Regions from separate parts of the Mus musculus genome. Here regions 1, 3, 4, 5, 6 and 7 are each linked to region 2. Evidence: chromatin contacts called from public HiChIP or PLAC-seq, Micro-C and promoter capture Hi-C data. All regions are on one chromosome and are shown on one strand. Each heading gives the region's core, a stretch centred on a gene start, on an enhancer-like site or on the middle of the called end of the contact. The rest is flanking DNA. Distances are from core to core; before and after follow the strand shown. Region 1 overlaps Ercc6 (excision repair cross-complementing rodent repair deficiency, complementation group 6). Region 2 holds the start of Arhgap22 (Rho GTPase activating protein 22). Region 3 holds the start of Prrxl1 (paired related homeobox protein-like 1). Region 4 holds the start of Rbp3 (retinol binding protein 3, interstitial). Region 5 overlaps Ercc6 (excision repair cross-complementing rodent repair deficiency, complementation group 6). Region 6 holds the start of Anxa8 (annexin A8). Region 7 holds the start of Ercc6 (excision repair cross-complementing rodent repair deficiency, complementation group 6).

Region 1 (3,376 bases), core at 696-3,195, 650 kb before region 2:
AGATAGTGGATCTTGATAGCTTCAAGTTGGGTTTTTATTGGTTTCTATTTGTCTGAATGTGGAGACAAAGATGGCTGCTAGGTGAGTGGCTTCGGAAGCCCAGGGCTCTAGATGGTGCTAGGCAGGGTGTGTGGGGAGATGCTTCTTGGAGCAGACAGTAGAGGGCTGCTGTGAAGAAAGTCAAGCTTTGAGGTGGAGGTTGTAGACTTTGAAGGGACGAAAGGCACGAAGTGGGCAGTGTGATGTCATGGAATAACTGACCCCAGTGGGCTGGGAGGGTGGGAGTTGCTCCTTGGGCCTGGTAAACTCAGGAACCCTTAGAACGGAGGAGTTCTAGGTGAGGTAAAGGTTCCTGCCAAGTCAGCCAAACAGTGTAGGTGAGAGGCCTGGGGGAAAGTCTCTCATCACATTGAGTTGAAATGAAGTGTGCCTGTGTACTGGGTTCCAAGAAGACTGCCTGTGAGCAGGAGGCTAGTCTGGAGGGATTGCTGGGTTGTGGGTTGGAACTAGGAGGTGGAGGGCTATGGAGAAAGGAAAACTCTCTTTAGCTGAGAGATGTATCATTGTTGTTAAAATTGTGCGCATTGAACTTCTTAGAAAAGGGAATCATTGATAATTAATGTAGTTTTTAAAACTCTTTCCTTTTCCCTCACAGGTCTTATTTTGCCGTCTAACTGATGAGCAGCATAAAGTCTACCAGAATTTCATTGATTCTAAAGCAGTCTACAGGATTCTCAATGGAGAAAATCAGGTCAGCCAGAGAATAGACCTGAGGAGAGAAAGAAGTTGTTATCAAGGGGGGTGGGGGGGAGGGCAGGAAAGGTCTAGAATGTGCCAGGCTTCGTTCGTGCCCACGTTGTTCACCCACCTGCTATCTGTGGAGTGGCTACTGAGTCACAGCCACAGCTGGAGGCAGATGTAAAGAAAGGAGCAAGGTCACTGGTGTGAGGGGGAGCTCTGAGTGAAAGCTGGACTCAAGGTGGGGATGTGACCCTAAGTCCTACTGCCCAAGGCAGGCAGTAGTGCCCAGTACACTGCAGGGTTTTCTCAGAAATTACAACTAAAATTAGATTATCAGGCCATGGTTATCAAGATGCACAAGTTTTATCAGCTTCTCAGTGAGCCTCATGTCCAGTAAACACTGGCAGACCACTGCCATCTTAGAAACTGGACAGAATTCTGGATCAGATTTCTCAGGTTCTAACTCTTACTTTCCCTGAAAGGAATTTATTTGCTCATTGTATAATTTGGAAATTATTAGACAGTGTAAGTCACACAGATAGGAGAGTTTTGGCTTTCTAGAACACTTCCCACTGTGGAGTATCCCCAGCGCCTGGCATGAGTGTGATGCTGAGATTGCAGTGTCTAGGAACATCATGGACCAGTGAGGCATGAGAGCCAGAAGCCGGGCATCTGAATTTTACTTAGCTGGACATTGCTGCCACTGGGTCAGTGAGGTGTTTCTGTGGCCCTTGTGATGTCATTTTGTGAGAACCGTAACTGGATCTGCAGCCCTTCCAGAGGTGAGGGTGTTTATTACGTAAGAGGACACTGCTTGTTCCTCTCCACTGTAGGTCTGCTGCATTCCCCACACTGTGGAAGAAGAACACTGAGGAGTGGGCCTGCCAGTGACGTGGCTCACAGAGCTAGGAAAGCCCAGCCTGCCAGGGTTTGTGGCACACTAAAGAGAACATGTCTTCACACTCTGTTCCATAGTGGCATCATCAGCATTCAGCATGACTGTGTCTTCAGTGCGTCTGTGTGCTAGGTGGATAAGAGGCTAAAGCTACAGGTTCTCTCACACCCTGCACGTAGTTTCATTGACTTGACATGAACATTTCCTAGGGCCAAGTAGACAAAGGCCGAGCTGTTCTGTGTAGCGTTTTCAGAACAAGGCTTAGCAGCCCAGTGCATTCGGGTATTGTGCCTTCCCCCTAGCAGGTGCAAGCTTTCATGCCCTCCAATGCATGCTGAGCCTGGCAGCCATGGTCTTCACGCTGCCTATCTGAGCATGTACATCTGAGTCTGTTCAGAAGTCCACTGCCCTCCCCAAGCTGTGTAGTGGCTGCCTGCTCTCCTCACCCTCAGGCACCTGGACTTTCAGATCCATCATTTTGACCTATTCGTCACTTCTCAGAACTTTCTTTTTTGTTTGCTTTGTTTTTAAATGTTATGTGTATGGGTCTTTTGGCTGCATGTATGTGTGTCTGTGCACTTGTGTGAGCCTGGTGCATATGGAGCCAGAAGAGGTTGTCAGATCACCTGGAACTAGAGTTAGAAGGCTGTGAGCTGCCATGTGGGTGGTGGGACTTGAACCTGTGTACTTTGGAAAAACAACCAGTGCTTTTAACTGTCAAGCCAACTCTCTGGATCCAATTTTTTAAAAGATTTATTTTATACATATGAATGTTTTGCCTATATGTATGTAGTCTCATCATAACATACCCAATGCACGCTTGATACCTATGGAGGTCAGAGGAGGTCATCAGATCTCTTGGAACTGGAATTATGGATGGATATGTACCACCATTTGTGCTGGGAACTGAACCTAAGTCCTCTGTGTGAGCAACAAGAGCTCTAGACTGCTGAGCCGTCTCTTCTTCTTCCAAATGAGCGATTCAAAACCACTTACATTCCCTCAGCTCTCAGCCTCCCTCACGTGCCTCCAGGGCAGGTGATCGAGGCTGCTCTTTCTATTAGATGGAAAAGGAAAGGCTTAGATTTTCTAGAATCATGTTTAAAAGAAAAACAAGTGAACTGAAAATCATATCTTTTGTTTCATTTGCAGGCCCAAAGTATTTCAATATGTAGTGAAAATTTGAAAATGAATGAGGGGCAGAGAGGTAGGCATACCTCTGTGAGTTTGAGGCTATCCTAATCTACATAGTGAGATCCAGGCCAGTGGGCTACATAGTAAGACCATGTCTGGGGCAAGGGGGAGGATTTTACTTTCATTTTTGTATTATATATTTACACTTAGGTATGAGTTTTACTTTTGTAGTCCATCTCAATTCAGACTACCACACCTATGTGCAGCAGTTGCATGTGGGTAGTAGTTAGTGCTATACTGCATGGGACAAGGTGAGAGAGAGGACGAGAGATGACAGAAGGAATAACTCCTTGGAGAGCTTTGACCATGTTTCTGACTGCTCAGATCTTTTGTTACTACAACTGTTGTTTTGTTAAATCTACCATACCCTGAAAAATAGCTTAATTTATGATTCTTCTTTTTTACTTATATTTTCAAACCAGTCACTGTCTGAATGTTTTAGAAAACCTGAGTAATGTTTGGTTTTTTTGAGCCAGGGTTTCTCTGTGCAGCCGTGCCCATGCTGGAACTTGCTCTGTAGACCAGGCTGGCTTTGAACTCAGAGAT
Region 2 (3,434 bases), core at 144-2,643:
CTTTAACGTTAGACTTCTGTTTTGTAAACAGGCTCTCATGTAGCACAGGCTGGCCTTGAACTCACTATATAGCTGAGGGTAACCTTGAACTTCTGAGTCTCTGCCCCCACCTCCTGATTGCTGGGTTTACAGGCATACTACACGCCTACCTGGCTTTGTGTCCTGCTAGGGACTGGACCTACAGTGTGAACCCAGAGCATTCATTCTTAAGGCTTGCTACAGTGGGTGTGGGGTGCCCCCACCCTCAGAGCCTTACCCCCGTCCACCTATGCTTCCAAACTGTGCACTCTTCCAGGAGAGACTGAAGGTGTCACTCCCAAATCCCTCAGGGTCTCTGAGGTCTGTACCAACTCCAGGGTCCTCATTTCCTGGCTCCAGCTCCATCACTTCCCTGGAGACTCCCAGCTCAGCTGTGTGTTCAAGGCCATCTGTGCTCCTGGGTCCCAGGTCATGCCAATATCTTGGGCTTAGGCCCTTGAAGATTTAGGGCTTAGTGACCGCTTCATTCTCTCTGCTATTCCAAAGGCAGTCTGCCTTCTCCATTCCAGGTGCTGTCCCATCACTCCCTGGGGACCAGTCAGTGACAGGAACTATACCCACATGCTAAAGTGTGAACCAGAAGCATTTTGCCCCAGCAGGACCCACAGAATACCAGGCACTAGTCCATAGCCCCAAGCTTCTGTTCTCTGTGGCAGTGATGGACCGATTTCAGCCCGCATCTCTATCTCCTCCTCCTCCTGCCTCCTTCTGCCTCCTCCTGCCCAGGTTGGAAGGATCTACCGGTAACTTCAGGCTTCATACAAGCTCAGCTTGTAGAGACTAGCACACTGGAGACAGGGTAGGTAGGGGAAGAGCATTCTGGGCTCCATCTGCAAATGGTATCATATGTCCTAAAGACAGGTGACAGTGTGCCTGCCATCTCAGAGCCTGGCTTTATTTTAGGTCGCTAGGACTGCTGCTGTGTGAATGATGTTCACGGCGGCAGAAATACCACTTGGCTAGTTATAAGCAAGCTTTGTCTATTTGTTTGTTCGTTTGTACCCATTTTCCACAACTGTAAATGATGTAATGATGACACATTTCCAAAAATAGAATGGAGAAGTGGTACCCTAAGGATGTGACAGAGCTTTCCTGGGGTCTACCCCAGCACTTGGACCACAAGCCAAAGTGTGAGCCAGGAACCAGCCAGCATGCTCAGAGCAATTTGCACGGTCCCTTACTTAGCTCCATGTTGTTCCCTTGGGGGCGAAAAATATCAAATCTAGTAGCTAGAGCCCTTGGCTCACCGAGCCCTTGCTTCCGCTGATGAATCTGGCATCTTCTCCCTCTGAGACGCAGTTGTCACTGCTGGTCCCATTTTACAGATTTGAGGAACTGATACTCTGACTTCCCCAAGTCTGCTCTCAGATCCCCAAGGTACATGCTCCACAGAGAAACTTGTCCCTCACAGCAGGCTTTGTTCGTGTTTGAAATCCAGGCAAATGCCTGGAAAGAGCGTTCTAAATATATTTCTCTACTATAGATGCTGATCGCCTGCTACTGAAACTGGGAATTAGCTTGTCTGCCTGAGGATGTGGCTGCTGCCTTCCAGAGAAGACACAGGAGAAATCTGCACACTGCCAGCCTAGCAATGCTGCCGACGGCTTCCAGCAAAAGAAGAACCTTCGCTGCCAGATACTTCAGTAAGGATTTGGCTCTATGGTGGGGAATGGCTGCCTGTGTGCTTGACTTCGTGCTTAAGGGTGGGGTCGCTCGGTGACACTGAAGGAGCCTCGTTGGTCTTGCGGGCTGTGGGCACCATGAAGTGGGGACTCAATCTTCCTTCAGCTCTCAGCACAAGTTGGTTAGCCAGCACTCAGCCATGACCCAGCATCTGCTCTCTGTGAGCCTGGAAATCAGGCTCCAGTGTCAAGGGTCCTGGGTTCCAATGGCTGGGGACTCTAATGACAGTTGACGGCCATGAGGATCACCATGACCACAGACTGCTTGGACACTGGATAGAGCTTCCACAGGGAGAACTGGGCATCCCAAGGCTCCTCTGTCTGTGCCAGGAAGCCACCCAGCCTGGTAGTGAACTGAAAGATGCAGAGAGGATGATTGAATAGCTCCGGGAAGCTCTGGGAAGGCAGCAGCTAGTCACAGTGGGACTAGTGTCTGTTCGAGTCACTGACAGATGATGGTCTGGTATTCCCTGAAGATGCTGGGCCCCTCAAGAACTGAATCGTGTAGGTGCCAGGTCACACAGGTGTAGATCCTGAAGGTGCAAGGTCATACAGGTGCTGGGTCTTGCAGGTGCTGGGTCTTGCAGGTGCTGGGTCTTGCAGGTGCTGGGTCTTGCAGGTGCTGCATCATACAGGTGCTGGGTCTTGCAGGTGCTGGGTCTTGCAGGTGCTGCATCATACAGGTGCTGGGTCTTGCAGGTGCTGCATCATACAGGTGCTGGGTCTTGCGGGTGCTGAGCCTTGCAGGTGCTGCATCATACGGGTGCTGGGTCTTGCAGGTGCTGGGTCTTGCAGGTGCTGGGTCTTGCAGGTGCTGTGTCATAGAGGTGGTAGACCCTGCTGGAGCTGCCCGACTTAAATGTGTGTGCACAGGATGGACCTCAGGCAGGAAGGAGCTGGTTGTGTTTGTAGCTGGGTGGTGTCTTTGGTAGGTTAGACCTGAGTGCTGGATTCCAGAAATAGATGCCATCAGTAACGTCCTCTGGGCCCCAGTCCTCCTCAAGCTTGCCAACTTCCTCTGGAGACTTCTGTTTAGCCAGCCTTAGGTGGAACGCAGGCTCCTGCACATGTTTATGTCTCTGCCAGCACTAGGAAAAAGTGAACAGAGCCACAGGGCTCAGACTCCTGCTGTGCCTCTGTCGTCCTGAGCAGGCATGTGTTAGGTGAGGAGAAAGTTTCTTCTTCCACAAAGGCAGGGTTGCGTGAGCTGGAAGCCAGGTCTGGGCTCTGAGACCTGGGCTAGAGTCTAGGTAGACGCTCCAGTCTGGGGAGAAATCGGGCTGCGGGCAGCTGGGATCACAGTATCTGACACTCTGAAGGTATTCTCCTCCAGCTGGGGTCACAGCACAGTCCAGCACCGAAGGAAAGGCCCTGGCTTTTGTTGGAGGGTCAGTTGCCAGATTTGTCTGATATGATGGATTGTCCCCGCTGCCCTGCTCTGAAGGGCGTGTGCCAACCTGTTGAGAAAGGGACAAAGACTGTGTTACATGAGATTTAATGAATAAGATTGAATTGATTTTTATATTAAAGTAAAATTCACATGGCAGAGAGTTGGCCGTTTTGAAGTGTAAGATCCAGCGGTGGTCCAGACAGGCAGCATGCTGTGCGGCTGCACCTCAGACTACCTGATACACACTGCCATCCTCTGTGGACTAAGCAGCCTTCCCACCCCCCACCTCCCATTCCTGACAGCCACCAGTCTGTTTTTCTGTC
Region 3 (3,145 bases), core at 420-2,919, 620 kb before region 2:
GAGGGCCCTCGGCTCCTGGAACCAGTTGCAGAGAGCGGGATGCTCCCTGAGCCGGACCTGGAGGGAAGCCGGACCCGCGAGTTCGTCGTGGCCTGGGACCGAGAAAGGGTCTGCTCCGGGCCTCGAAGCTGTGTACTGGCCGGGTGGTCGCGCCATCCACCGCACGGGGCGGCTTGGCTCGCCGACGTTCTCCACTCGGGCCCGCCGCTTGGTCTTGCGGGAGTCTGTGGCCCTGGAGGAGAGCTGGCGCGGCGGGTCTGTTCGCTCCGAGCCGAGCAGTCATTTTCCAGCCTCTTCTTGCTCCCAGCAGGGCCGATTCCGGCCGGGAGCGGCTGAGCCTAGAAAGGGCCGCTTGAGTGCAAGAGGCCCAGCCCAGCCTTGAGTCCGCCGGAGCGGTGCCGCGTTTCTTCCTGGCTGTTTTCCCAGGGGTGTCCACTGGCCGGCCAGAGCCTCAGCACTCAGTTCTCCAGCTCCGCGCTACTTGCCCCGGTCGCTGGTCCACGAGTGGGCCCGCCAGGCCTTTTGTTTCCAAAGCTCTGTGTCTTTAAGATCAAGGGTGGATCTCAGGCCGGGCAGGGACCCGACCCACCACTCCGCCAAGGCTCTCAAACGCAGCATTAGAATGTTTATAAAATATTCAATTTATGTAGTCTGTCCAAGAAGCCATTGTCCCAAAATAAAATCGGCAGTCTAGACGGAACACAGACACCAGAACTTATCAACAGTTGTCTGATTCGCATCTTCTGATGCATCTTGAGTGGGTCATAATACCAACTTTATTTTCAGTGGTGCATAAATTAATTACACGCATTTAATAACCAAAATATCATTATATTCCCCCTTTAATATCATAAAGGCTTTCCGCCAGGGAAGCACTTAATAGTGCAGGGGGCCGTAACGGGCTATTATCCTGGTGTAATGCTATTACAGAACCAATTATGCGCCATTAGACTTGCTTTTTTTGCAGTTTATGTGATTTGATCCAATCCCGCGCCCCTGACTTGAAAATTTCAACCCGGTACTTTAGAGTTTAATTTTCACCCAGGCAGAGAGAAGGGCGGTCTCTCTCCGCTGAGTGTCTGCCTCGGATGCATTTTAAAAGTAATTGCGAAGGGTCCCACTGCATATCATTTGCAGGGAGAAGCGAACATAAATTCAGGGACCCCTTGCTGAGAACAAAATCAAACTTTCCTTTTGTACGATCGCTTGGAAAGGGAAGCCGTGTGCAAAGAGTACCCCCAAAACCCATCCGGCGGCGACAATTAGCAGCGCTTTGGTAATTTTGCAGTCCTGGAGTCTCCAGGCCTCTGACAAGGGCGAGCCCAAATCCAATCTCACTCAGAGAAAGAAGGGTTGAGACTGAGGGGGCCCAGAGGGCTGGGGTTGGGGTGAGTGTTTAAAACATAATCTCTTTTGGGTGGGGGATGATATTGGTAGCTGTTGTTTTTATCTTCGTTTAAAAGAAAAAAAGGGAAAAACATTCCTGATGTTTGCTGAGAAGTGACGGATTTTTTTTTTTTTTTACACCACGTGGGCCATTTGTAAGGCCCAATAGACCTATCCAAGTTACTCGCTGTAGACAGCGCTGGAAATAATCAGATTAAGGCCAATTATGCGTGAGATTATAAAGGCGAGTGCTGAGCGGCGGCGCGCGCTGTAGACAGACAGCAAGACATCTGGCCACTTCCCCAGTCACTTCTCTGGTCCTGCGGGCGCCAGCAGCGCCAAGCCCCGCCCGCCGCCAGCCGAGCCCCGCGTGCGGACTAGAGGCGAGCGCACTCCGGCCTTCTCGCCCGCCTCCCGCAGAGGTAGGCAGGGTTCCCGTGCTGCTCCCCCGGCTCCCTGCGCTGGGCCTTGGGACTTCACCGGCTTTTGGCCCGAGCTGCTGCGCTTGCAGATGGCCTTGCGCGATCGCCGGACCCAGCTGCGGTGGCCAAGTGCAGGGCTTGTGGTTGGGACCCCTGAGAACCAGGAGCCAGACTGTGCCCAGCTTGGTGAGGGCGCGGTTGTCCAGCAGCAGGACCTATGCCGAAGGCTGACCGTAGGGTCGTGGCTTGGGAAGGGAGGTGCAACCACTTCTCCCACCATCCCCGCGGTGGCCCCAGGGGACCAAGGGCTTCGGGAAGGGCTTAGTAGGAGGAGCACTCCCTGTGATCCTCGGGGTGTGCGGGCAGGAGACTCAGGCTCTATTGCTGTTTGCTTTGCAGCCAGGCCGGAGCCACGCACAGGCACAAGTCTGCCAGGCCGCTACCAGCCCTGGTCCAGCCATCAGGGCCCATCCGACCGTCGGCGATGTTTTATTTCCACTGTCCGCCACAGCTAGAGGGTGAGTAAGCGCCGCTTTCCCGGGCTGTTTGGCCAGGCCAAGCTAGCCAAAAGGGCCGGGCCACAAAAGGGTTGATAAGTATTGGGGTCTTCGCCCCACAAGGTGGCAGCCTCTTGGCAGGGTTTAGGGGTACCCTTAGCCCCCCCCTACATCCAGCTCCATCCCTCCGCCCTGGTGCCACCTGCCTCCCACCTCCCTCTCCGCCTGGGTCGCGCTGCCCCGGGCTATGGGTGCCTCAGGGACGCCTGGTCCTCCCAGCACAGATGCTGGTGTCACGCCTCTAATCGGGGCTCCTCCGCCCAGGGGGCCCGCATCAATCTTTCACGGTGTTTTGCTAACATCCCAGAAAACCAAAGCAAGTTGAACTGCCCTCTGAGTCCTGGGCTCCACTACGTGTCAGGAAGGGCCTACTCTCACCCTGGGCGTTGGCAAGAGTGCTCCGGGATCGCACACGAAATTCTGGACAACTTAAAGTCAGTTTCTAGCGGCAAAGCTGTCCCTGGATGCAAGCTCCCTGATAGTTACCTGTCAGGAGTGTCCAGGAATAGTTTCATCTCAGCGATTTACTGAATTTCTGACTACAAATGACCAGCTCGTCAGCCCCCAGGACCAGGGTCTGGTTGTTTAAGGTCTCTAGACCTTAGGGGGGAAATGCCTTTCCCTATTCCTGGTGTGTTTTCTTCTCCCAGTTGTTAAGTGGGGCAGGGGTAGTGAGAAGTGAGAGAAGCTTGCATCCCTGGGTGTCTCTAACCAGGGCCTGGGAACCAAAGGGTGAGTTCTTCCTGGCAGTGATCTGTAGCGTCAGGTGTACATACTCCC
Region 4 (3,378 bases), core at 641-3,140, 740 kb after region 2:
GGTAAGGGTTGTAGGTAGTTTTGCAGCCCACACTGGACAGCTCTATGCATTTGTATACATGAGAACCTTTTATCTCATATTCTTGGAGGGTACCTTTGTGGCACGTGTTGCCAAAAAAAAAAAAAAAAAAAAAAAAAAAAAAAAAAACAGGCAAAATAAAAACAAATACAAAACCAGCATTTTTCCTGGTAGTCTTCACCCTCTCCCTGTCCAGAGCTTGGCCTGGCTTCAGCAGTGACAGATACGTGCTCACAGAGAAACTCTGACTGTGTGCCTGGAGTTGGATTCTTCCAGGTGGAGGTTGAAAAAGGCTCAGTCACCCCACAGAGGCCTCTGTGTGCCACCCCAGGCAGATCCTGACAGTAAGTCTGCCTCATTTCCATTGGCTGCAAACAGTGGGGTGATGAGACCATATGTCACTTGGGTATTAAACAAATCCTAATGAGCTAAAAATATGTTTGTTTTAGCTAATTGACCTCCTTGGCCTTCCTAAACCACTTGGTAAACATCGTCAGATAATGGCTTCCAGAAACTGACTTGTAGGTTTCCAGCTCACAGAGTAAGCTCTCTCATCCCCACCCGAAGACCACCTTCTCTGGCTGCCTGCTGCGTCACTGTGGGACTCTACCTGCAGTCCACCAAGCCCAGCCATCTGTTCTGGATAGAACCCAAGAAGCCAGGAAACAGGAAGTGGCCACACCAGCTGCTATTCCACGTCTATACAACGCCCCCTACAGGCTAACTAAAGAATACCTGCTAAATAAGAGAGAGGTGTCCACTAAGAGGCTCCCTGGACAAAGCAGGAGTTCTAAGTGCAGGCTCCATGGTGAGTGTTCTTTGATACCCAGAGCCAGTCAGACATGAGCAGAAGTCCACATCACGAGAAAAGGGTAGCATACAGAAAATGCTCCCTGGGACTGGCTCCCAGGTGTGACCCTGCGGGTATGAGAATGACAGGTATTCTTTGTGTGACTTAGGACCACAGAGAGCCACTCACTTCTCACGGTGAGCACTGGACTGAAGCTGAGCCCCTAACTATTGGGGGGGGTGTCTCCATTCACAAAGAGAATGAGGCTCACTAGATCACTTAACCTTATCTGGTCTGAAATTATTGATCTCATGTCCCTCTCGCTGTCACACTCTGTACTAGTGTCCGGACCTTTCATTCATCTTGAAAGTTGTGAGGTACTGACATCTATATTATACCTAGAAGCATAATAAGGGTATAGGAACAAGTTTCAATTCCTGAGGCTGACAATGGCCCTAGACTAAGCCTTCCCAGTATCTGAGATGGTGGTGGCCTATGCAGCCTTTTCTCGCTATCCGTCACCTGTCCCCATCTGAAACGGTGGGTTGAACTATCTACTAAACTCCCTGGTGATAAAATAGATATGATACTCATTATAGAGCCTTCATCAGTAACTTCCAGACACCGCAATGCTTTGTGAAAGCATTCATGTTTAATCTACCCAATAACTTAGTCTACAGAACAAGTCAGATACCTTCCCCAACCTATGAATAAACAGTAGCAGAACCAGACCTCCAACTGCGTCTGCCTAATTCCAGAGTCATGGGTGAGCCACAGTGGGAAAACGATATTTATTTGTAGATTAACGATTCTCATTTGCAAGACTTTAGTAAAAACTGTGGGTGTAGAAAGCATATCACAGGGCCTCGCATGTGTCAGGAACTCAAACTAAATGCAATTGTTTGTGTTATTCTACACAGACATGGCTCAGCAAGATGAGATGCAATGTTCCTTCCGGGTCAAACCACCCTGGCCTCTTCTTCAGAGTCCAGCTCATGTGCTTGAATTAGACAGGATTAAAGGCTTAGCAGAGCTGGAAGCCTCACATCTAACTCCCACATTGAGCCCCAGACCTTCTGTCTGCCTGCTAAGAAGGGCAAGGGAGAGAGGCAGCTGCAGGACCACAGCCTTGTACACACGGAGCTCTTATCCAGGAGCCAAGGCTCTGGGATCCCAATGATGAGAGAATGGGTCCTGGTTTTGTCCACACTGCTCTGGGTTCCGGCTGGTCCCACGCACCTCTTCCAGCCAAGCCTGGTACTGGATATGGCCAAGATCCTCCTGGATAACTACTGCTTCCCTGAGAACCTGATGGGAATGCAAGCAGCCATTGAGCAGGCGATGAAGAGTCACGAGATTCTGGGCATCTCAGACCCTCAGACGCTGGCCCAAGTGCTGACAGCTGGAGTCCAGAGTTCCTTGAGTGACCCACGACTCTTCATCTCTTACGAGCCCAGTACCCTCGAGGCTCCCCAGCAAGCACCAGTGCTCACCAACCTCACCCGAGAAGAACTGCTGGCCCAGATACAGAGGAACATCCGCCATGAGGTTCTTGAGGGCAACGTGGGCTACCTACGAGTGGACGACCTCCCTGGCCAAGAGGTACTGAGCGAGCTGGGGGAGTTCTTAGTGAGCCATGTGTGGAGGCAGCTCATGAGCACCTCCTCCTTGGTGCTAGATCTCCGGCACTGCTCTGGCGGCCACTTCTCTGGGATCCCTTATGTCATCTCTTACTTGCACCCTGGGAACACGGTCATGCACGTGGACACCGTCTACGATCGGCCCTCCAACACCACCACAGAGATCTGGACCTTGCCCGAGGTCCTCGGGGAGAGATACAGTGCTGACAAGGATGTGGTGGTCCTCACCAGCGGACACACTGGGGGAGTCGCAGAGGACATTGCCTACATCCTGAAGCAGATGCGGCGCGCCATCGTGGTGGGCGAGCGGACGGAGGGTGGGGCCCTGGACCTCCAGAAGCTGAGAATAGGCCAGTCCAACTTCTTCCTCACAGTGCCTGTGTCCAGGTCCCTGGGACCTCTAGGTGGAGGTGGCCAGACATGGGAAGGCAGTGGCGTGCTGCCTTGTGTGGGGACCCCTGCAGAGCAAGCCCTAGAAAAGGCCCTGGCCATCCTCACCCTGCGTCGTGCCCTGCCAGGGGTTGTCCTCCGACTTCAGGAAGCCCTCCAGGACTATTACACATTAGTGGACCGAGTGCCGGGCCTGCTGCACCACCTGGCCAGCATGGACTACTCAGCTGTGGTCTCTGAAGAGGACCTGGTGACAAAGCTCAATGCTGGCTTGCAGGCTGTGTCGGAGGATCCCAGGCTCCTGGTGAGGGCCACCGGACCCAGAGACTCCTCCTCAAGACCTGAGACTGGGCCTAATGAGTCCCCAGCAGCCACCCCCGAGGTGCCCACGGAAGAAGATGCCCGGAGGGCCCTGGTGGACTCTGTGTTTCAGGTGTCCGTGCTGCCGGGCAATGTGGGCTACCTGCGCTTTGATAGATTTGCAGACGCCGCTGTGCTGGAGACGCTGGGCCCTTACGTGCTGAAGCAGGTATGGGAGCC
Region 5 (3,579 bases), core at 776-3,275, 680 kb before region 2:
ATACATACTTGTTTTTGCCTTGTTATGGTTATAGTGGCCCTCACAAATACATTATAATCAACTTGCCCATGGTCTCTCTGTTAAGAGCTAGAGCTAAGGCTTGAAGCTGGGAAATGTTAGAAATTCCACTGTGGTTTGGTGGAAAGTACAGTGTCCATGTGTGACCACAAGGTGGTGCCAAGAAGCAGCACGTAGCTGCCTCTCTCATGGCTAAAACCAACCGAAACCTGGAATCTGGGAGGTGGAAATGGTTTAGGGAGATGGCTTCTTAAACTTTGATCACTATCAGCAAAGGAAACAGCTCTTACCTCAAAAGACAGTAGGGGTGGTTTATTTTGGAGTGAAATATGAGAGACTATGGCTCAAAAACAGATTTAACTCACTTTAATACATTCTTGTAATTTTAAATTTTTATCTTTTTGTGCCTGATTTTTACTTTTATTTTATGTAACTAAACTAGAGTTGAAATTGCTGATAAAGGCTCCTTTCATTGTGTAACGGTTACAGTGGGTCTTCAGTTGTCTGAGGCAACTAGAAGCTGATGCTCCCCTCTGTCCTCCCTTCCTCTGGAGCACTGGCTGGGCTTCTGCAGTCTGGCTGAGTTGGAGCTTAGTATGGAGGTTTGGCTTGTGCACATGGAGGAGGAACAGGTTGTCCCTTGTGCTGCCAAGGGCCAGACCCTGAAAGGGTTCAGGCGAGCTAGGATGAACATTGAAGAGTCTCATTAGGAAGGTCAGAGTCCTCTAGGACTGTATGAGGAAGGATGGCATCTGGTGTGCTGACAGTGTGAGTAACTGCACTCCTCATTGTCCATCCCTCTCTTGGCTGAGGTACTGATGAGCAGTGGGAAGGGGACGCTGTGAGCAGTCCAGCGGCAGCTGTGTCTGCTGCAGGGACTCACAGCACTATCTCCAACATGGGTTCTCTCCCCACTGGGGGTAGGGAGTGTCAGTTCCACCCTGCCTGGGGTCCAGCCATTGTGTCGTGGAGCCTCTTTCTCCTCCTTTGCCAGCATCCAGTTTAGGCTGGATCGTTTCTGCTCCTCTGATGGATCCTTGCTTGGACAGAGTGGATAGTCAGCAATTTTAGACTGTACATACTTAAGCAAAAGCTAAATTGATTTATTTACACTCTTTTAGAAGCCCTAATAATTTGATTTCTGAAAATATAAGATTAATGTTTAATCTAGATATGGTCTAGAAACCTAAATATGACAGTTTGAAGATTGTTCTTAACATGTTTCCAGGAGCTTAATTCTTTATCAAGGAAATAAGCTTTCTTTTGTACTTTCTTCTTAGGAATCTAGATTTTAAAGAGAAAAGAAATCCCCCCTCCCAACCCAAACATGTTTTCTTAGAGAGTATGCAGGCTTTGAAATAATAAAACCAAGACACAAATGAAGACTAATCCCGCTCCCTGCTCTGTGCACACCTTTTATTCTCGGCTCAGGGCATAATTGTCTGCATCAGTCTTAATTTACTCTGTGAGATCTGGACTCCTAACTGAGGGTGTTTCATCTGCTCAGATGTGCCAATTAAGTCCACCCAGATAGACCATAAAAAGGGAGAGAAGAAAAGTAAAACACTGAGTATCTCAATTTAGCAAATGAGACGAATCTGCAAGGGATTCTTAGCTGTCTGCAGCAGAAAACCTATTGCAGGGCACAAATGCAAACTGTGTTAGACACACAGCTTGCTGCCTGGGTACACTTGTAAAATCAGACAGTCACCACTGTGCTGCTGCGGGAGAGTCTCTGTCAGGGAAATCACAGTTTCACTGTTCACAGTGATTTGACTGTATGGTGTGTGCTTCCCCCATTTCCAGCCTTATGTTGTGCTGGGCCCAGTGATCTTTGCAGTGTAAAGACAGTGGAGAGACCATGGCAGTGAGGACAGTGGAGTTTGGGAGGGGCATACTCATGTTTTGACTCAGTTCCCGTTAATAGGCGTACTTTGTCCTGGTAGTGGGTTGGTGTGGGCAGTTGTGTCCATCGATTTGTCTGGTGTTAAGTGTGTCTCTCGGGATGGTTCAGCTCAGATCATCTGTAGTCAGAACTGCCAAGCAGCTGTTCTGTGACTTGGGAGAGCCTGTAGGTGTCAGGTGACAGTGGGTTGTGACTTTGCCTATGCAAGATGGGGGTGGAGTCACCCTGCAACCTGAAGCAATCTGTAGCATTGCTGATTTTTTTCAAAATAAACTTTATTATAAAATCTTGTAAAACGTTCACACATAGGAATTAACTAGGCCCAAAGTCTGTATGTTTGTACAGAAGGCCTCTGTGTACTGCTGATGTTAGGACGGAAGTTGAAGGTGTGAGATTTGGCCTGCCCTCATTATAAAGGTCATCACTGATCCTTTGGCTGGAAGTTTGGAAAACACCCACTGAGAGACAGTGTAATGTAACCAAGAAGGGGGATCCTGGGGAGCCTGCCGGGCTGGGCTAGTGTCTGGTATACATCTCCATTGCCCGCAGCTTGTCTCTCTCTGGGGAAATGTCAAACATCTATCCTGTTAAAGGAGTTAATAAATGAACTGCCTAGGTTAGTGCCTGGAATACACTGACACCAGTGACCTCAGTCACTGTAGAAGTACTTTTTAAATATATAAGATATACATGTGATCTCAAAGTTTGTCCAGGGGCCTAGGAGATGGTTTGCCCCATGGGTTAGCTCTTGTCATACAAACCTGATGACCTTAGTTTAGTTCCTGGAAGTGAAAAGCTTTGTGTGGTGTTGCACATCTGTGGTCTAGCACAGGGAAATGGGAGGTAGAGACAGGAGAAGCTCCTGGAAGCTCACAGGCTGGATAGCCTGGGGTACGCTACCTGCACAGTAGCATAAACCATGAGCAAGTCTTTGCCACAGCTGAAGAAGAGAACCAACTCCTGAAAGCTGTCTATACCACGCGTCCAGGGCCACAAACTGACCCTGTCACTGCCAACAGAAAACATGTCCAAGGCCAGCCAGCTCTCACGGCTCAGTTGGAAGTCATAGGCCAAGAAGTTAGAGCATCAGACTGGCAACTGGTGGCTGTGAGATCATGTTTCATCTGTAAAACAGGAGTGGGAATTGTACCCTGCCAAGGGAGACAAGACTACAACACATAAGACCACAGGCAGGATCCTGTAACTGTGGGCAGTTCTCATGCCACAGGCAAAGGTTCCTATGAACTAGGAAGAACCTTAAAAAGAAGTCTTGTGAAGAGCCATGAAGATATTACAGAAGCTGTACAAATGAGATGATTGATCTCACGTAAAAGGCAGCTTAACAGTTGAGGTTAGTATGTATAAATAAGTATACCTGTTACAAGACTTAGTTTTATTATTGTTGTGCTTTTTGTATCGTTCACGCTTTTTTGATAATTAGATTACCAATGTGAACATCTCTGTTGGTGGTTGTTTCTCCTTTGTAAACACTAGGGGGCGCCAGACCCCTGCCCAGGTAGGTCAAGGTTATACTGTTGAGTCCCTACAGTGCTGCTCTAAAAGACCCTTTCTTGAGGCTCTTCTGTGGTCTTCCATGGCTTGCTTTTTAGACCCTTTGGTATCTTTGATAGAGGATGTCATACCTGGAGTGAGAT
Region 6 (3,584 bases), core at 672-3,171, 870 kb after region 2:
CAGTGAAGGAAGAATGTGGGCACACGTCCGGTAGATAAGGGGGTGCTGTATCATGCCAGGGGCACATGGTAACATGAAGCTTACCTGAAGCTACATGGATGGGATGGTTTAGCCCAGAATCCCTGCAGAGGCTGGCCCTTTTCCTGGGCTATCCAAGGGCCCTCAACATTGCTGCTCCTTCAGGGGACCCATCTCAGTCACCTGTACTGCCTGACTTGGGCTAGACCCTTCCGGTTCCAGAATCACTGGCTCTAGAGACTCACATGCATGTCCCTGTACGGACATCTCGATATAAACAAGCATGGGTGTCCACCAACCTAAAAATGTAGGGGAATCCAAGCTTCCGAAGGCCTGGAATGTGTCCGCCATCACTTTGTGCTGAGGCAGCTGGGACCGTCTTCCTTTCGCTGCATTGCACTGCACTGTTGCTCAATGGATCTCCAGGTTCCCTGCAGCTCTGCTCAGTAGCTGCCTTCCCAGGGCATGGCTACCTTCCTCCTCTCTGCTTGCCAGCCCAGATCCATCCCTACCCATCCCTGCCCACGCCACAAGAAAGAGATGACAACTCTGTTTGTAGAACAAAGAACACTGGAGTCAGGGGTGGGAACTTTGAACATTTCACATCACGGGACCATTCATAAAAGGCTGTTCTGCAACCTCGGTGGCCCCACAATGGGGTCTGAGCTGGATCATGAGATGCTTGACTCCTCTGCAGGGCATATGAGACAGCTTTCTCTCCTGGTTCTGAAATGGACTCCTGGCATCATGCAGAGTGACATGGACCGGGAAACTGCCTATGGCTTCTTCATGCTGGGTAGCCTGTACATAATGTAGGGTCGAGCCTCGTGTGTAGACTGCTGGGGACCCAGGCAACTGTGGCTTGCAGGTCCTGCTGCTGGTATGAGGGCAGTGTTGGCTTCCAGCTTGTTCTGGGCTTGTGCTATAGGCCTCTACATGGACCAGTTAAAACTGGACTGGACATGGAATTGGTGCCTGAGGCAGCCAGTACAGAAGGCCCTAATGAAGCAAGGCTGTCAGGACTGGCTGGGGCTGAAGACTGGGACATTAAAACCTGACCCTTCAGAAAGAAAAAGAAACATTCTGCAAGGTTTCCTTGGATTTAAAAGTCATCATGAGGGCTGAGAGCTTTAGGAGCCTTCCTGGAACTGGGTGATGCTCCCAGAGGCAGCAGCCTCACACTGAAAGGTAGCTAGCTAGGAGCTAGCTTAGTTAAGGGATCCTATAAGAAGAGTTGTGCTGAGGGAGAGTTGAAGAAAAGTAGGAAATTCCCAAAATTGAGCTTCTTGGAAGCTAGTTGGGAATAGTACTCCTGCCCCTTGGCAACTAGCATCTCCTACCCCGCCCCTCCCCATGGGAGGCAGCAGCCTCTCACCCCATGAGAGTTGGTACACAGTCACTCTGTTGTCACAACAACTGTCATTTAAGCAAATAATCTAGGTGCTTGCGAATGGTTCCCTCTAGCACAGGAACTCATACCTGCTTCCTAAGACTGTGATCATGACCCAAGGATCCGTCGTTACAAGATGGTTAAAGAGGAATTTAGACACAGTGCACCCCAGGGAATAGGGGTGGCTGTTTCTGTGTCCTTTGCTGAACTCATTGTGCTGCTAAGTATGCAAAGATGGCAGTAAGCAGAAGGGCTGCGCGCTGCCGGTCCCTTCTCTCTGTGATTGAGGTCTAGCCAACCTCAAGAAGCTATAGCCATGTTTACTTTCAAACGCTACCTCAGAGTTTCCAAGCTATGTGACAGCCACAGCCCAAACATTCTCAGGGCAGGCCCGGGCAGTGTCTGGGTGGGGTCTGGGAGTCACAGGAGGGGCCCAGAGCCAAGCGGAGCCTGAGGTGGAGGGAGGGAGGGCTGGGTGGGGCTGGACCTGTGTACACAACCACACCTACTATCGGGGAGTAGCTGTGTCCAGTCACTGAGCAGAGGCCAACTAGTGTTTCTTCATCTCCCTGGGAAAAGCAGCAGACAGGATGGCCTGGTGGAAAGCCTGGGTAAGTTGAAATGGTCTGGGGAGATGGGTCCCTAGTCCTTGTTGGGAGTGTGGAGGACACAAAAAGTAAAGCTGAACCTGCGAGGCCAAGTCCCGGTGAGGAAACTGGGAGAAAAACCCTGTCCACGCTTAGAAAAGTTAAGGTTTGAAAGGTAAGACAGTTAAAAATAAAACAAGAACATTTTTTTTTTTAATTTTTAACTGCAAAGAGAAAGCTAAAGGATTCGAGTGTCCAGAGGGAGACTTCTGTAGGGGAAAAGCTACTTTAGTGCCTCTGTGGATATGTGCAATGTGTGAGTTTGTGCTTGGAGAGACTCTAGCAGGCTGCTCCTTGCAGAAGTAGCAGTGTGTGAAAGGCGCTAGGGGGCCCAGGAAGTTGACTTTGGAAAACATTGCCCTGTTTGAGCATTTGAATGTTCAGATGGGTTGGATCTAGGTCTGGAGAGGATCCCGGATGGAAGGAACATCGAGGGACTTGAATGACAGGCTAAGGGGTTGGAGCTCGACTTCCAAACAGTACGGAGCCACCTCTACCCACATGTACAGCCGAAACACCTCATGGGCAGGCACACGGCTACATGTGCTATGCACCTTCCTCGTCCCAGCTGGGGCACTCAAAGAGGGAAAAGCTGAGGTTCTGGGACACCAGGTAGCTTGCTCAGGTCCCTCGGACAGCTTAGACTAGAGAAAGCCCAAAGTCTCTGCACAGTCTCCGGGCTCCTTATAGGCAGAAGATCCAAGTTGGCCCAGCTTCAGGAAAATCTTTGTTGCTGTGCCACCACCCAGAGAGAAGCTGTAGGTGTAGATGCCCCGGGAAGGGGGGGGGGGCGTCTCTGGACAGATAGGACAGACTAGAAGGCAGGAAGAGATGAGCTATCATCCTGACCCTCAGGAGAAAGCAGCCCGAGCAGTGGCTGTGCATAGCTTCACAGCAGCTGCTGGCAATACGCCTTGTGCAGGTGCACACAGCAGGGCTCTGAGTGTTGGGCAGTTCCTGCAGTCAGATGCTGGCCAAAATAGCCTGATTCTAGGCCCTGCACTCCATAGGGCAGGGGCAGGGGCCATCCTCTTGGGGACCTGATTGGATTGGTTGGTACTCTCAGAACCTTCTGTATGGATGGGGACACTCCTGTCGGCATCTCTCACCACTGTCACTGGAACCTCACAGCAAGTCTGTAGGATGGGTGGCTTTACACACAAGGGTGGAAATGGAGACTCCAGTACCACAGCTGCCACACTAGTAAGGGTTTAGGTCTGGGCAGCCTGGGTCCGGATGCACTCAGTCATCCAGCATCTCTGACCCTTGGGAGAGCAGACTCAGGGCAGCAAGGCTTCTGTATCTGTCCAGGCTGCCAGTGAGGACCAAATGTCCCCTGAGTACAAAGTTGGATTAAATACAGGACTGGAGAGGTCAAAAGAGTGACAGAGAGTGCCTGTCTTCAAAACAGGTTCCCCCTTTGTGGTGAAGAGATCAGACAAAAGTATGCCAGATCCTGCATGCCCATGACAGACGGTGTTCTAGACATAGCATCCAAAATTGCCTGAATTGCCTTTTTCCTGGGTGTG
Region 7 (3,088 bases), core at 336-2,835, 700 kb before region 2:
TTCTACCATGTGGGTCCTGAAGACAGGATTCAGGTCCTGAGGTTTGGTGGCCACCTGGTCAGCTCAAGCCTGGTTTTACTTCTACCCAAGGTATCTCCAGAGTTACCTTATAATCTGATTTACTAGGAGAAGGATAATAGGAGGGGTGGTGTGTGCAGAGAATTCTTAGCAATCTCTTGAGATGTAATATTTATTTGGCTAATGCTATGACAGTCGTGGCTCTCTGAGAAGCACGAATATATGTGTGTTTCACTTGCTTCGCAGAGCCCCTCCTTTCCTTAACCTTTGAGCTTAAGCCCTGATTAAAATGTCTTTAATGAAATCTTTTGACTCTGCTTCATAAACTGGCGGGTTGCTGGGGATGGCAGTGAGGAGCCTCTCACTACTGCCCCCCAAAGTTTTGTGCCTTTACACTGGACTTCGTGCCAAGGACCCTGACAATTCCACCTTCTCTATTCTTGGCATTTCTGGGCTAATTAGTTCCCAGTTTAATTCAGCTACCTCTTGGGAAACTGGGCTTTTTCTTTGTAAATTCTCACCTAAGCGAGACCACCTCCAGGATTCTTGGTTGGGTAAAGAATGTTACTACTTGGCTTAGATAGTTAATATTAGTTAACAAGTATTAAGTGACTTAATGTAGTTAAGCCATCTGTTGTAGACCTGCATGTTGTACATGCACTCAGGTGCTCTGCCCAGGTCTTGGGGTGGTGTTGGTGAGCGGTCATAAAGGTACGTTTTCCTCTTCGGTTTTAAGATGTGCCAGATGACTAAGGCGGTGAGGTGAGGATGTCAAAGCAAAGGATTTGAGCACCTTTAGCTAGTCACTCATTGGCAGACTCCCTTTTCTTTCTCTAAAAATGATTTCTGAGTTCGAGGCTAGCCTGGTCTACAAAGTGAGTTCCAGGACAGCCAGGGCTATACAGAGAAACCCTGTCTCGAAAAACCAAATTTAAAAAAAAAAAAAAAAGAAAAGAAAGAAAGTTTGGTTTCAGACCCAGGGACAAGGGACTGAGATGCGTATTTTACATATCAAAGCCTCCAGGTTTTCCCAGCATCCTTCAGTCCGTACCTGGCATACCATGTCTCAGTCCCTACCTGGCATACCCTGCCCCATAACCCTGAACTTCCCAGCCCAGGGCCTGGGCTGCCCTTCCCTCAGAGGTTCCTCCCAAAAAAATCCAGGCATTTTGCTCTCTCCTTCTCTCTCTACGCATACACGACCCCCACCCCCACAATGGCGACTTCAACCCTTGGGGCCAGTGAACTCGACAGACAACCGCCTTCCAATAAACCTGCCTTTAGTATAATCTGGTTTAAATTGGCTTATTTCACCGGTGGTGACGGAGAAATAACTTATTAATATCTTTTAATTCATAAAACTAGATAACATTTGTCAAGAATGATACAAGCCGCTCAAATGGCTACAGACTGACCACACAGTCCAACCTAGCCCAGGACAAAGGCCACGCGCGGCTCCCTTTGGTCAACGCACGTGGCAAACCCTTGCTTACAAACGGCTCAGCAAGGCGCAGGCGCCGTTGGTCCTGCCCGCCCCCAGAGGCGGTGCTTAGCACAGGCCTAGGGCGCATGCGCTAAGGTTTGTCTCAACGCTCCGTCGCGGCGGTAGCGACGAAGAATTCGTTTGGGCAGCCGCGTGGTTCTGGGTGAGTGTTCGGCAGCCGGACAGAAGGCCGGGTGAGAGTACTTGCGCCTCGGGCTCTCCATGAGGCTGTGGCCCCGCGCCGTGGGCGTCTAGCCTTCTGCGGCGGAGCCCGTCCGAGCGAGCCGCGGCTTCGCCCGTGGGCCGGATATCTTCCGGCAGGCGCACCTGAAACCGGAAGTGACGTGTGGCGCCGGCTCTCACCTGAGCGGAGGGCACGGGGCAGTGGGGGCGCGGACCAGCCCCTTGCATTTGCTTCTGGGTTTGTGAATGGGGCCCGGCGTGCAGGGCCTACAGGGCTCTGGTGGGTCTGGATGACGATGATGGTGTCCTTGAGAGGGAGAGTCAGGGTGGTGCATACCCGGCGCCTTCCGTAAGATGCAAAGTTGAGTGGGAGGGACAGAGCTGTAAGTGCTGTAACCCGGTACCCTTCGCGGTGTCATCTTCACCGCTGTCCTTCTCTTCCGAGCCCTCTCGTCTTTTTCCTCCTGACTTCATCCTATTAGCACTGCACTGCTATTTCTCTGTTATCCAAAACTGGTCTTTTACGAGCATTAATTGGGTCCTGCTGTTGTCACGCATCCTTAAACTTTTTGAGAGCCATTTCAGTGAAATATAATTTAAGAGCATACCCCCCCACCCCCCGCCCCCGGACCCGTGTAACTTGTCCCTTCTCGCTTCAACACCGTACTTATGTACAGATAACTCTCCAGACCCTAATCCAGCTTGGTTGTGGCCGTAGAAAACCCAAGTCACAAGTCTGGTTTCCTAGCTTTGTAACTTTTAGATGTTTCTGGAACGACTGAAAGATTTACACAGCGAGCAATACTATAATCAGCTCTTGAATTTTGGTTACAAAGTTCTCACTGAGTTCCAGCCTTTATTCATTATCTCATTTCGAGATGCTAACTCTGCTTTTGACCTTGATCAAATCTCATTAATCTTTTAGAGTGACACTTTGTCAGAGAGGCCACCTCACACCTTACCTTCACAGTTTTACTTAGGTCTCTCTTAATTGCCGAGTTATGTAACTTCTTTTTATGGCCATCACCACAGTTGCCCTTGTATATATCTATACTAAAGCCATTTTTTCTTTAAATGCCTGGCCTCCCAGGGGACTAGGGGGAACTGCCTCATGCCTCATTTGATTGAGTCAGTAATTTTGTCAGTGTGTGATTTAGTTCACCTCTGAAACTTTAGTGCTTTGATCAAATCCTTCTTTACATTATACTCCCCCCAACCCCCATGTGCATTCTCTCGCCCACACATGCAAGCTCTCTTCTGGCTATAGCTAGAAGCTAAACAGCTTTTTGCCCTCCTTCCCCTCCCACCATGAACTCCAGGCTGTTAACTTCAGCTGCTCTTCTTGGCCCCTTTCAGTTCTTACTCCTTTGTTCTACCACTTCTCTGACCATCCCAAGGAATGAC

The links. Promoter capture Hi-C pulls out the DNA fragments that hold promoters and counts their contacts. A called contact is a pair of places that touch in the nucleus more often than the background predicts. HiChIP or PLAC-seq counts read pairs in DNA pulled down with a chosen protein or histone mark.
Region 1: an H3K27ac HiChIP or PLAC-seq map of VIP interneurons shows a contact between it and region 2, with 13 times the contacts expected there. The contact joins the enhancer-like site here to the promoter of Arhgap22 in region 2. A contact is called at or near these places in 5 of 39 promoter capture datasets (the 3T3-L1 cell line, frontonasal cranial neural crest, hippocampal neurons and 2 more), 3 of 484 Hi-C or Micro-C datasets (cortical neurons and nephron progenitors), 5 of 115 datasets of contacts at active chromatin or transcription factors (VIP interneurons, embryonic basal ganglia, embryonic hindbrain and 2 more) and 1 of 9 other capture datasets (embryonic stem cells).
Region 3: a contact with region 2 is called in an H3K4me3 HiChIP or PLAC-seq map of embryonic stem cells, with 4 times the contacts expected there. The contact joins the promoter of Prrxl1 here to the promoter of Arhgap22 in region 2. A contact is called at or near these places in 12 of 39 promoter capture datasets (the 3T3-L1 cell line, 3T3-L1-derived adipocytes, embryonic stem cells and 7 more), 24 of 484 Hi-C or Micro-C datasets (the HL-1 cell line, Sertoli cells, adipose-derived mesenchymal stem cells and 15 more), 13 of 115 datasets of contacts at active chromatin or transcription factors (SST interneurons, VIP interneurons, astrocytes and 9 more) and 3 of 9 other capture datasets (embryonic stem cells, embryonic tail and embryonic trunk).
Region 4: a contact with region 2 is called in a promoter capture Hi-C map of stem cell-derived epiblast-like cells, with 2.4 times the contacts expected there. The contact joins the promoter of Rbp3 here to the promoter of Arhgap22 in region 2. A contact is called at or near these places in 4 of 39 promoter capture datasets (the 3T3-L1 cell line, embryonic stem cells, hippocampal neurons and 1 more).
Region 5: a Micro-C map of palatal mesenchyme shows a contact between it and region 2, with 4 times the contacts expected there. The contact joins the enhancer-like site here to the promoter of Arhgap22 in region 2. A contact is called at or near these places in 14 of 39 promoter capture datasets (the 3T3-L1 cell line, 3T3-L1-derived adipocytes, the C10 cell line and 10 more), 2 of 15 datasets of contacts at CTCF or cohesin (embryonic stem cells and stem cell-derived epiblast-like cells), 57 of 484 Hi-C or Micro-C datasets (the 3T3-L1 cell line, B cells, the Ba/F3 cell line and 29 more), 13 of 115 datasets of contacts at active chromatin or transcription factors (SST interneurons, astrocytes, craniofacial prominence and 8 more) and 1 of 9 other capture datasets (embryonic stem cells).
Region 6: an HNF4G HiChIP or PLAC-seq map of pancreatic cancer cells shows a contact between it and region 2. The contact joins the promoter of Anxa8 here to the promoter of Arhgap22 in region 2. A contact is called at or near these places in 2 of 39 promoter capture datasets (embryonic stem cells and liver), 1 of 484 Hi-C or Micro-C datasets (the G1E-ER4 cell line) and 1 of 115 datasets of contacts at active chromatin or transcription factors (pancreatic cancer cells).
Region 7: a contact with region 2 is called in an H3K4me3 HiChIP or PLAC-seq map of bone marrow-derived macrophages, with 5 times the contacts expected there. The contact joins the promoter of Ercc6 here to the promoter of Arhgap22 in region 2. A contact is called at or near these places in 2 of 39 promoter capture datasets (neural stem cells and pre-B cells), 13 of 484 Hi-C or Micro-C datasets (the 3T3-L1 cell line, the G1E-ER4 cell line, the N1E-115 cell line and 8 more), 8 of 115 datasets of contacts at active chromatin or transcription factors (bone marrow-derived macrophages, craniofacial prominence, embryonic basal ganglia and 5 more) and 1 of 9 other capture datasets (embryonic stem cells).

What each region holds. Positions count from the first base shown.
Region 1 is chr14:32,561,901-32,565,276 of GRCm38.p6, forward strand. Ercc6 (excision repair cross-complementing rodent repair deficiency, complementation group 6) reads left to right here. Exons shown (of 21, transcript NM_001081221.2): 12 at 656-751. Among named protein-coding and RNA genes, the nearest start is that of Prrxl1, 36 kb to the right of the region's middle. Within about 2 kb of position 1,946, at least 2 of the 459 cell types and tissues checked have an H3K27ac peak or open chromatin away from gene starts, as enhancers often do. A contact at or near this core is called in VIP interneurons, where this site is marked.
Region 2 is chr14:33,215,430-33,218,863 of GRCm38.p6, forward strand. It overlaps Arhgap22 (Rho GTPase activating protein 22), which reads left to right and starts at 1,394. Exons shown (of 11, transcript NM_153800.4): 1 at 1,394-1,416; 2 at 1,523-1,682. The coding sequence starts at 1,631.
Region 3 is chr14:32,597,739-32,600,883 of GRCm38.p6, forward strand. Prrxl1 (paired related homeobox protein-like 1) reads left to right here and starts at 1,670. Exons shown (of 7, transcript NM_001347590.1): 1 at 1,670-1,808; 2 at 2,208-2,326. The coding sequence starts at 2,293.
Region 4 is chr14:33,952,113-33,955,490 of GRCm38.p6, forward strand. It overlaps Rbp3 (retinol binding protein 3, interstitial), which reads left to right and starts at 1,891. Exons shown (of 4, transcript NM_015745.3): 1 at 1,891-3,378. The coding sequence starts at 1,985.
Region 5 is chr14:32,530,911-32,534,489 of GRCm38.p6, forward strand. All of the region lies in intron 5 of Ercc6 (excision repair cross-complementing rodent repair deficiency, complementation group 6), which reads left to right. Among named protein-coding and RNA genes, the nearest start is that of Ercc6, 19 kb to the left of the region's middle. Within about 2 kb of position 2,026, at least 38 of the 459 cell types and tissues checked have an H3K27ac peak or open chromatin away from gene starts, as enhancers often do. A contact at or near this core is called in SST interneurons, cortical neurons, embryonic forebrain and 5 more, where this site is marked.
Region 6 is chr14:34,084,058-34,087,641 of GRCm38.p6, forward strand. Anxa8 (annexin A8) reads left to right here and starts at 1,922. Exons shown (of 12, transcript NM_013473.4): 1 at 1,922-2,019. The coding sequence starts at 1,999. All of the region lies in intron 1 of A630023A22Rik (RIKEN cDNA A630023A22 gene), which reads right to left.
Region 7 is chr14:32,511,936-32,515,023 of GRCm38.p6, forward strand. Ercc6 (excision repair cross-complementing rodent repair deficiency, complementation group 6) reads left to right here and starts at 1,586. Exons shown (of 21, transcript NM_001081221.2): 1 at 1,586-1,664.